Regions from separate parts of the Pan troglodytes genome. Here region 2 is linked to region 1. A link is a contact called in public Hi-C data. All regions are on one chromosome and are shown on one strand. Each heading gives the region's core, a stretch centred on a gene start, on an enhancer-like site or on the middle of the called end of the contact. The rest is flanking DNA. Distances are from core to core; before and after follow the strand shown.

Region 1 (5,025 bases), core at 1,380-3,879:
CCCACCTGGCCAGCTCGGGCCCTAGGGGCAAGGAGAAAAAGGAGGAAAAGCTCCAGGAACTCACATTTCGGTGATGTTCTCAGGATCTACACTGTTAGGCTCCAATCTCGGAAATGCCACGATGCCAGGAGAAGGGTCGCTGCACCAGATCCGAGAGGCACTGCATTTGCAGGACGTGGGACAGGCGAAAGCGGCCCTCCAGAAGCCCACAACCAGCCAGCAGAAGCCCCAGAGCCGCGCCATGGCGGGTCCATGCCACCTTATCCAGGACGACATCCCTAGCAGCCAGTGCCAGCCCGAGTGCCTGTCCCCGCGCTGCACCGGCCGGTTTCCCCCACCCGTGCGGGGAGGCCTTCCCTGCGCTTGCGGCTCTCTTAACTCCTCGGTGCTTGTTGCGGGCGCGCCGAGTCCAGCTTATCAGAGGCTGAGCTGGTCCGGAGCGAAGAGTGTTCCGGCAGGCGGCAGGGTTCACAGTGGCCCCGGCATAGCGAACCGCTTTACAGGGGGGCGCTACCGCTGCTCGGAGCTCCGCGGCGGCCGTCGCTGCATGGCCCGGCGCGCCGGGCACCGACCGGCGGCGCGCCCGGGACTCTCTGGGGCGCAGATTCCTTGTTAGATGCGAATGGGGGTCCGGTATGCACCTCGAGGCTGAGGACAAACAGACACGCGTAAGACTGAGCGTAGGACCCCCAACACCACTAATTGGGGCACTCTCCCTCTCTGCTCGCGTCATCCCCACCCCGACCCCAGCCCGGAGACTGTGGATGGATGAGTGCCCAGCTCCGGCCCAGGAATCAACTTGCCCCGCGATGGCACTGACGCCGCTGGAGCCACCAGTGTGCCCACTCTCTCTTCGAGCCTGAGGCCAAGGGAGGGGAGGTAGGGAAAGGGTCCCCAAGACAGGATTCCATGGTACAGGCCGGGCGAAGGACCCTTTAAAGGGGAATGCGGAGACTGCCGGCGGCTTTGGCTCCGCGACGGGGCCCCCGAATGATGCTGCAGAATCCGCCACGGCCGCTGGGTGCCGGTGGCGCGGGCAGGTGGCGCGGCACGTCCCACCTGGGGAGTAGCCGAGGCCGCCCCAGGGGGAGACAGTGAGGGCCGAGGCGACCGAGGGCACTATCTGCGCTGCTCACCGGGGCTCCGGCGCCTCACGCCCGCCGGCGGCGCCTGGGTCCAGGCTCCTGCTACCGCCGGGGACTGAGCGCGTAGAGCGCGAGCGAAGCAGCCAGCGAGGCTCCTGCTCCAACCCAATTCCGGGAGCCGCCGCCGCCGCCTCTGCTACTGCTGGCGAAGTGACGTGAGGGCTGACGCAGAGCAGGGGCAGAAACTCCAGAAAATTAGTCTGAAATCCAAAAACACACACACGCTCATACACACACAAACCCATAACACCCTCCAGACAAAAGCACCAGGGAGGGGAGGGGAATCTGGGGGCGAGCAGGGAGGAGGGAGGCATCGGTGCCACTGGCCAGAAGCAGACAGCAGCAGCATGTGGGAGTTCACACACGCGCGCACACACGCACACATCCTGGCCGTGTAGACATGCACGCGCGTGCGTGTGTGTGTCCGTGTGTGTGTGTGCATTTACATCCAGGTACCTCTAAGATGAACCGTTCCTCCGTTCGACGCCTCCCGGTCCCTAATTCACACCACAGTCTCTTCTACAATCGCGGTAGAGGCTGTCTCCCTTTTCGAAATGGAAACCGTGCTTGGTTCAGCTCTGAAAAATGCGCTGATTCTTATTATAGGAATCCTCCCTCCCTTCTCCCTCCCCGCGTTCTCCTTTCCCACCCTGCCTAAAAGGGAGGGCAAGCTATCCTAAAAATAAATAAATGTTGTAAACACCAAAACGTGTTCTGCATTGGTAACCAAGGATCACCGCCCCCATTCCGGGCCACCTATTTGGGGATCGGTGGTTTTGGAGGGGCTTCCTGTTGGTGCTTTTGCAGAGGGAAGGGAGTCTCCAAACACAATTCTAGCTCTCTAAGTGGGTCTTTTTCCTGCCGTTTTCTGCCATCACACGCCCGGGAAATAGAGACATGTGAGGGGAAGGGAGCGCGCCTGATGCGTATTCTAAATGCTCGGTGGCCACCCTGGCCTGTCCGATGTGTGGCGCCGCGTCATTTTCTCTCATCCTTTAACCTGACGGGATGTAGCCATTCCCAGATCGTGGATTCACTCCCCGCGATGCCCACCCCCACGTAGGGCATCCCAAGCCCTTGCTCCCCTGCCGTACCTTGCGCGTGTTCATGTGTGCGAGGGTGTGCGCGAACGCGTGCCCTGCGCCCGCGCTGCCCGGAGCACGATATGCATCCAGCTACGAAGAAGCCAGGCACGGGCAGAGCCTCGGGGTCTCACTAGGGACAAATTAGGCGATCCGGGAGGGTCGGGTGACAAACCGTAACTGTTCTGCGGGTGCAGTTAAATGATGGCTGCGGGGCGTTTGCAAGCCTCGTCTGAGAATCCGTCTTCCCTTTTGCGGCTGGGAATCTGTTTTTCCGCAGTCATTTAAAAGAGAACTGGGAAAATACACCGCAGTGCCTGACACTTCCGAGGGCTCTGGTGCCCCCGCGCGGGGAGAGAGCGCCCGGCACGCTCCGGAGCACCAGCCCACGGCCCCAGTCGCGGCGGGCACAGCGCTGGGGGCGCGCTCTGGCGCCAGATGCGCAACCAGCGGCGCCCGACGCCTGCGCGTCCCTGCCTGGCCGGTGCGCGGCTCTCCTGGCCTCGCCGAGCTCCTGCCCGGGGGAAAAAGGCGGGCAATCCTTCGCTCGAGAGAGAGCAATGGGTTGGAGTCTCGTTCAAAATATAGTAATAGTCACTGATCTACCCGCAGAGTTTGGGGATGGGAAGGATCAAGAAACCGAACGTTAGAGTGAATGCTCGGATCTAGGCCAAGCGTTAAATATTACGAAGGGAACGTAAAACATCTAGTGGGGCTTTTTTGTACAGATCCTGGGCGCTGAGTGTAACCGCGGGAATTCTTGGACAGCACCCAAAAATCTTGCTGCAGGTCCCGAAAGCAAGGCCAGCAGGTCTGTCTCACCACTGTCACTCGGCTGTAACACACATCGAGTGGTGAACGGCCAGGCTGAAGTTTACTCCTGAGCTGCGCCTCTATTCTCTACTAGGTGAGGACGCGCCAAGGAAGAGACGCCAAGGGCAAAAACGACCTGGTCTCAGACGCACGTAAAACTCCGCCTGTCTTGTCAGTGCCCCTTAAGTGGAGAAGCCCCTGAGGAACACTTGGGGAAGGAAGGAGTGTGTGCGTAATCACCCACATTTCTCTCACACTCCCATACTCTGAGCCCATTTTTCTAAGAAACGGCCCATTTTCGCCCTAGTGGCTGCAGCATGTCAATGCGGTATGGAGAATAGGCAGTCTTACGGTGGTTTGTACACCAGAAGAGTCTAATTATGTTGGAATATTTGTAGAGTTTCTATTAGAGTAAATATATGCTACTATTATAGTTGGATTCTAAATATATTCCACTATCTCCCACTTAAAATTAGGACTTGCGGTCCTACTTCTAATCACCCTACTTCTGCTGTACTATTTCAACCATAGCAGTTTGTCCTTTGGACAGATAATTTACTTATTATATATATTTTTAAAATTTCTCCCAGAAGAATGTGCACTCCATGTAGGCAGGGATTTTTATCTATTTTATTCATTGATATCTCTCAAGGACATGGTAGGTGTTAAAATATATGTGTATTTTTAATGAATAAAATAAAATAAAGGAGATCTCACTTTCTTAACCTCTAATTCTGCAAGAACCTGGATAATTCCCCCAGACACGCTCCTTCTCACCTTCACAATTTCAAATCTTCCTTGCGTTCTGAGTGCTCCCAGCACTGCTTAAAACCTTGCCTTACTTTCTGTCTCATTTAGTAGCCAGATAGGCTTCAGTACTGGGCCAGAGAGGGCCTCCTACTTATTCATGCTAGTAACTGAACACCTCCATGGACAGTGTCTAGAACACACTGGTGATCAGTAGCTATTTCTTAACTGATAGAACTGTGGATCTACCTCGATTTTAAGACCTATAAGATACGTCCCAGAGATCACTTCAAGGATTCTCAGATCACACCTTTGTAAGAGATGATGAACATTTTTCAGATGAACAATATAGAGATGACTTTTTTCTAGATCCCTTCAATGCAGGCATAGAAATTAAGTGCTGCAGGCTCCTACCTGCACTGAACCATGATGTACCTAGAGCAATGTTTCTCAAACTCTTTTGACCATGATCCACAGTAAGAAATGCCCTTTATATCACAACCCAATGAACACATACATAAAGGCGTATACTAACTAAAAAAGAAGTGTCATAATATGAAACTTACTTACCCTTAGTACATAAACTAATATATCCTTTTCTCTTCTACACCATTCCATTTTTGAATGCATGTAATAACTCAATACATTGATTTTAACATCCAATACTGAGTTGTAAAAAAATAAGCAAGAATACTGCCAACTTCTGATTAAAATGGAGTAATAGGGAACAGATTTGTTCTCTCAATCATATGACCAACACACTGAACAAAATATATTAAAGTTAAGACAATGGATATAAGACAATGAAGGTCATCATTCAGAGAGAAGGAACCCAGGCAGAGGCCATCTACCTAAGTTGAGGAGACTAGCTCAAGAGAAATCAAGGAGTGCAGAGTTCACAAGACAGAGTAGCAAAGAGAAGAGTATTGCCCAGAAAGAACTATGGACATCTGCAGAGGGTTCCTCTCAAGTATTCAGCATAGTGCTGATTGACACATGCAGGTGATAAAGCTATCTGAGGCCAGAGAAAGAAGCACTGAAAAGATTAAAGCGAATAGAGTTTAAAAAAATCAAAAGGAAAATGTAAAACACTATGTATCAGAATTTGTGTGATACAACTAAAGCAGTTTTTAGAGGGAATTTTATAGCACTAAATTCCTGTATCAGGAAAGAAGAAAGATCTCTAACCAGTGACCTCAGCTTCCACCTTAAGAAATCAGAGGGAAAAAAAGAACAAA
Region 2 (5,025 bases), core at 1,507-4,006, 280 kb before region 1:
CAAGACTGCAGGAAGGGGAACAGGAAATAAACTGAGAAGGTGCCTCCTCAAAAATAAATAACAATGAGAAGAGCAAAGCCAGCATCTTCACCAGCCCTACCCTATTATGAAAGGTAGCCAGTTCTGTGCTTTATGCTGTTAAGCTATAGACACCAGCACATTTATTCCCTTCCTTCCTTTTCCCTTCCTCTCTCCTTGAAAAATAGCAAAACACACAAGAAAATCAAATTGAGGGTTGGTAGAAAATCAAAGTGGTAGAACACCACCCCGAATCTTCACTCTAAATATCACAACTTCAACATTTCCAGAAATTCCCTTTTCTCTCATGTCCGAGTTCCAAAATCTCAGTTAACAAAGTTAACATATCCCGGGGGCCAGTTCTAGGTCATCAGTGGATCTGAGTCACTGTCTGTAACTCTGCCTCTCAGTGATTTCAGTGGTGGAAACACCAGACAAGCTGTGTGGAAGTGTCTAGGAACAGGCAGGATAAAACTTCTTCCATCTCACCAAGCTAAACCGCTTTCAACCAAGATGGCGCTTGGAGGGAACTTCCAAAGTCCGGTGTACTATTATTTATGTGAACAAGTTCACTTTTGTTCAAATCTCAAACAAAGGCTCCAGGCATACTTTCACAGAATCAAAGCCAAACCTCAGCATCCTTTAACCTCACCAGGAATTCCCCCAGGCCCTCAGTTTTCTCTGGAAGGATTCTCACACTGAGGACTTCACTCTTGGAGATCTCACCCACCACGCTGGAGTGCCAAGAGCAGGGTGGGTGCTATGGGCTGACCTGTGTCCCCCCAAAATTTATACGTTGATAACCTCACCTCCAGGGCCTCAAAATGTGACTGTATTTGGAGACAAGACTTTAAATAGGTGATTAAGTTAAAAAGACCATTAGGGTGGGATGCAATCCAATCTGACTGGTGTCCTTAAAAGAAGAAATTTAGACCTAAAGGGAAGGATTGGGTTGTCACCATCCCAATGTGAGGGCATAGTGAGAAGGCAGCCACCTGCAAGCCAAGGAGCGAGGCCTCAGGAGGAACCAATCCCACTCACACCTTGAGCTTGGACTTCCAGCCTCCAGAGCCATGAGAAACACATGTCTGTCGTTTAAGCCACCCAGTCATGATATTTTGTTATGACAGCCTCAGCAAACAAATACAGCAGGGGTCCCGCAGGGAAAGAGGTCCCTGGGGTCTCTGATCTGCACAGCTACTCACCCTGTAGTAGTCAGTGCTGTACACATCCCGGGACATCCCAAAGTCCCCGATTTTCACCAGCAAGTTCTCCCCGACCAGGCAGTTCCTGGTGGCCAAGTCGCGGTGCACGAAGTGCTGGGACGCCAGGTAGACCATGCCCGCGGCGATCTGCTGGGCTATATGCAGCATCTGCGACTGCGTCAGTTCCGTGGGCGGGTTGCCCTCAGCCATCAGCACGGCATCAGGGCCGTGTGCCCTGGGGAAGGACATGGAGAATGAAGCTGGGGGCCTCAGCATTTTCACTCCAGGGGCCCTTTGCCCCTGCCCCTCCCCGTCCCTCTTGCTAAGCTCCTCACCCCCACCCTGTAGCTGCTGGTGCTAAAAGTTGCTGCCTGACTTAGCATGAACAGGAGACAAAGGTGCTCACACAGTTGTACTTCTGCAGTCCTGAGAGCACCCAGGCTGCTCTGTTTCCCAAAGAGTCTGGAATTCCCAGGACCCCGTGGGCCTGAATGTCCCCCTTCCCTCCAGTGTACAGACAGGTTGACATTTTAGGGGCTCTGGCACTGTGCTGGGTTCAGGCACTTACCAGGGCCCCCTGACCCTGAGAAGCAGCAGGTAGGTGAAGGAAGACAAAACCAAAAACAAAACATATGGGGAAAGATGGACTCTCCTAGTGGGATGGACATGGCAGCCCAGTGGGTCCCCACCCCTCCCCACCTAGCCAGGCTATGCCAGAGTATCCCCCAACCAAGCTGATTCCTCCAGAGTGTCCCCACCAGCACCAGAGCTGGGCAGCCTGCGGCCTTCCATAGTCCACCTGATCTGTGGCCAGGCATGGTTTTGAAGCTACGCCTGGCTCTCTCAAGCCCAGTTCAACAACAGAGTCCCAGGGCATTCTCAATCTGGATGTTCATTCTCAATACAAAATACCATTTCCTTCTGTCCACCCCTCCTCCAACCTCCGCTCAACACAGGCTATGGCCAACACATAGGAGAACTCTTTTGAACCACAGCCTGTTTATTCTTTTGCTGGGGAAAATTTTATTGTTTACACTATGGGGAGGGGGACTATGATTTTTTAAATCTTATTTTTCTTCTGTCTTACACACCTGGCCTCTCCTCAGCTATGTGATGACTTAGGGCACCCTAACACGCAAGTCCTGCAAGGGTGGGAGGATCCGCGTCTTAGGATGCCGCCCTCAGCGCGGCAGGCTCTGCTGTGACATCCTGCGCTGTGAGCCAAGATGAGCGTCATTGCCCCTGGTGGCCTGAGGGGGCGCTGCAGTGCAAGGAATAAAGGCGGGGTGTGCTGCCGGGCTCTGCCCTGGCGTGGCCAAAGGGCTTCTCTCTCGGAAAGGAAAGATCTCCCTCAAGACGTTTTGAAACACTTGGAATAAATATAGAGGATTTTGCATAAATGTTAAAGTAGGTAACCTCACCTGCAGGGTTTCAGAGCCGTGTGAGTATTTGAAACTGAGAAAGCCAGAATTGTCTGAGAACACATGTCAGGGTTTGCCCTGCCTCTCCGCCCTCCTTCCCCCAACTATTCAAGCCACAGGCGTATCCCCACTTCCATCCTGGCTCCAGCCTACAGTGACTGTCTTTGCCTTTGATTTCGGGAATCATTCTGTCACCAGATCTTTCATTCCTGTAATCTCAGGGAATGAACACTGGACAGAAGTTGGGGGGTCTCCCAGGCCTACCAGCGTCCAATGCCATGATCCTGGGAAGCCCTTTAATTTCTCTCATGTACAATTTCTTCATTAGTCAAAAATACAGAGGAATATTATACTGGGTAATTTCTTAGGTTCTTCCTGTCTCTAAATACCTGGATTTAACCATTCCCTGGGGAGGAGTTTCCTGTTTTTGTACAAGCCAGTCCTAACATATTTCACCTCTACTCAAACCACAACCCCCAGCTGCCTCTTGTCACATTGAGGAACAATGCTGGGAAAATGCTCCAGGGCTTTCTTCAGCTCAAAAGCACCTACTCAAGGTAAGAAGCGGCACAGTGGCCAAAGCTCCGGGATATGTGAAATGAATTTGGATCCTGTCCCACACTTGCTGTGTGATTTTGGGTGAGTTACATAACCTCTCTGGGCCTGTTTCCTCCCTCTGTAAATTGTAGATACTAACTGCCCCTTGCTAAGGGCATTGATGTGAGGAGGACTGACACTGTGCTTGCATACTGCTTCGTGGCCTTTCACAGGAAAACCAGGGAGAAAGGCTTTGCAAACAAAGATTCTCTTTAAAAATGAAATTGACAGGTGATGTGAAAACACAAGTTATCCTCTGTGCATTACTTTTTGTAACTGGCCTGTAACAGGGCTCTTCAGGATACTAGAGGGTGGGCCCTTTCCACTTCACTAAAGGTGAATCAAGCCTAATCCTTTTCAGCACTGAGGGGTCAGGGGAAATTGCCAATGTTTTCACTTGTCTTCCTTAAATCTACTATGACCTCAGCACCAGGAGAAGGGGCTGGGGTGCACATAAACTAAAGAAAATCTGAAATAAAGACCCAGAGACTCGGTCAGAATTTAATCTTCATAGATACCATTTAAATAATAAAATAATTTGTTGATTGGCCACAGCCTTATATCAGTTCCAGAAAACTGATCTACTTTAAATATCTGTCAGAGGCAGACTCCAGGATAGAGGAAAAGTTAGATGTCAGTGCAAAAGGCCACCTCCGCACAAAATTCTTTCCTCCAACCCCACACTCTGCAGACGTCAGGAAGCTGGTGGCCCTCAAATGCCTAATGCACTTTATATTAGTATGTGTGGGTTGGGGGAGACTCCTGGATTTTTAAAGTAATTTCCCCTGTTTATATCTGGGTATTTGCTGTTCAACTTTCCGAACACGACTCTTGAAATAAAATAAGCCTCTGGATGCTTTCTCTGAGCAGAACATACTGCTGTAAAAAGTGGGTAGGTGGGTCTGCTACACAAGTCCTTAAGAGGAACAGAAATAACGGTTAACGCTGCAATCCTCTGCTTTCACTTTCCCAGGTCCTCGTGAAGTCTTAGAAATAAAAACACATTTCATCTCTTCCAGGAAGACATTCCTTAAGAGGTAAAAAAAATAAAAAAATTTTAAAAAGCACCATCAGCTCCCTGGCTTGGGAAGCAAGTAGCAGGTTCATGGGCCTGACTTAGCTGTCCAGTTCTCTCCAGCGTGGATTACAGCCGGCACTGCACCAACTGCTCTGGCTCCAGGATTCTATAGCACACCACTTTCCTTCTGGTCTTTTCAACAAGCACCTCAGCAGACAGGATGGCAGAGTGGTTAAGACCATGAGTTCTTGCAGCCAGGGGCTGCAGGTTTGAATCTCAGCTCTGTCATCTGCTACCTGTGTGATTCAGTTTCCCCAACTGTAACGTAGGAATGACGGCAAGGATGGTTTATACCCTGAAACATATTAAAATGCTTAGAAAGTTCAATAAATGTTAGCTGTGATAGTTTGAAAAATAGTAGTCTATTTTTCCCCTCATTAGACGGCAACTCTGGACAGATTCTAAGAGGAAAAATCATGAAACCCTTGCAAGCAAAGACATGTGTTTTATTCCTCATTTCCCACCCTAACTAGCTTAGAGCCTGGCCATGCTGGTGCTTAATATATGGCTTTTGGATGAATAAAGAGGGTAGGGAGACAAGAGAAGACATCTGTCCTTATAGGGCAGAGCTGATACAGCTGGGGACTTTTCATGGCAGCTAAGTGCCCAGCTCCCTTGCGGAAAGAGGACAGCCTATATTTGCAGCATGTTAGTGCACCTGAGAACTAGACTTTTGGCATGGCAAACCTCTTGTTCCCAGAGTTTA

The links. Hi-C and Micro-C count contacts between places; a contact is called where the count stands out from the background.
Region 2: a contact with region 1 is called in a Hi-C map of induced pluripotent stem cells, with 2.7 times the contacts expected there. The contact joins the enhancer-like site here to the promoter of NTRK2 in region 1. A contact is called at or near these places in 2 of 7 Hi-C or Micro-C datasets (induced pluripotent stem cells and stem cell-derived neural progenitor cells) and 1 of 1 datasets of contacts at active chromatin or transcription factors (stem cell-derived excitatory neurons).

Annotation. Positions count from the first base shown.
Region 1 is chr11:75,130,291-75,135,315 of NHGRI_mPanTro3-v2.0_pri, reverse strand. It overlaps NTRK2 (neurotrophic receptor tyrosine kinase 2), which reads right to left and starts at 2,629. Exons shown (of 20, transcript XM_001135401.5): 1 at 2,240-2,629; 2 at 1,602-1,723; 3 at 1,137-1,345; 4 at 65-648. The coding sequence starts at 276.
Region 2 is chr11:75,415,127-75,420,151 of NHGRI_mPanTro3-v2.0_pri, reverse strand. NTRK2 (neurotrophic receptor tyrosine kinase 2) reads right to left here. Exons shown (of 20, transcript XM_001135401.5): 18 at 1,224-1,458. Among named protein-coding and RNA genes, the nearest start is that of NTRK2, 280 kb to the right of the region's middle. Within about 2 kb of position 2,756, at least 9 of the 24 cell types and tissues checked have an H3K27ac peak or open chromatin away from gene starts, as enhancers often do. A contact at or near this core is called in induced pluripotent stem cells, where this site is marked.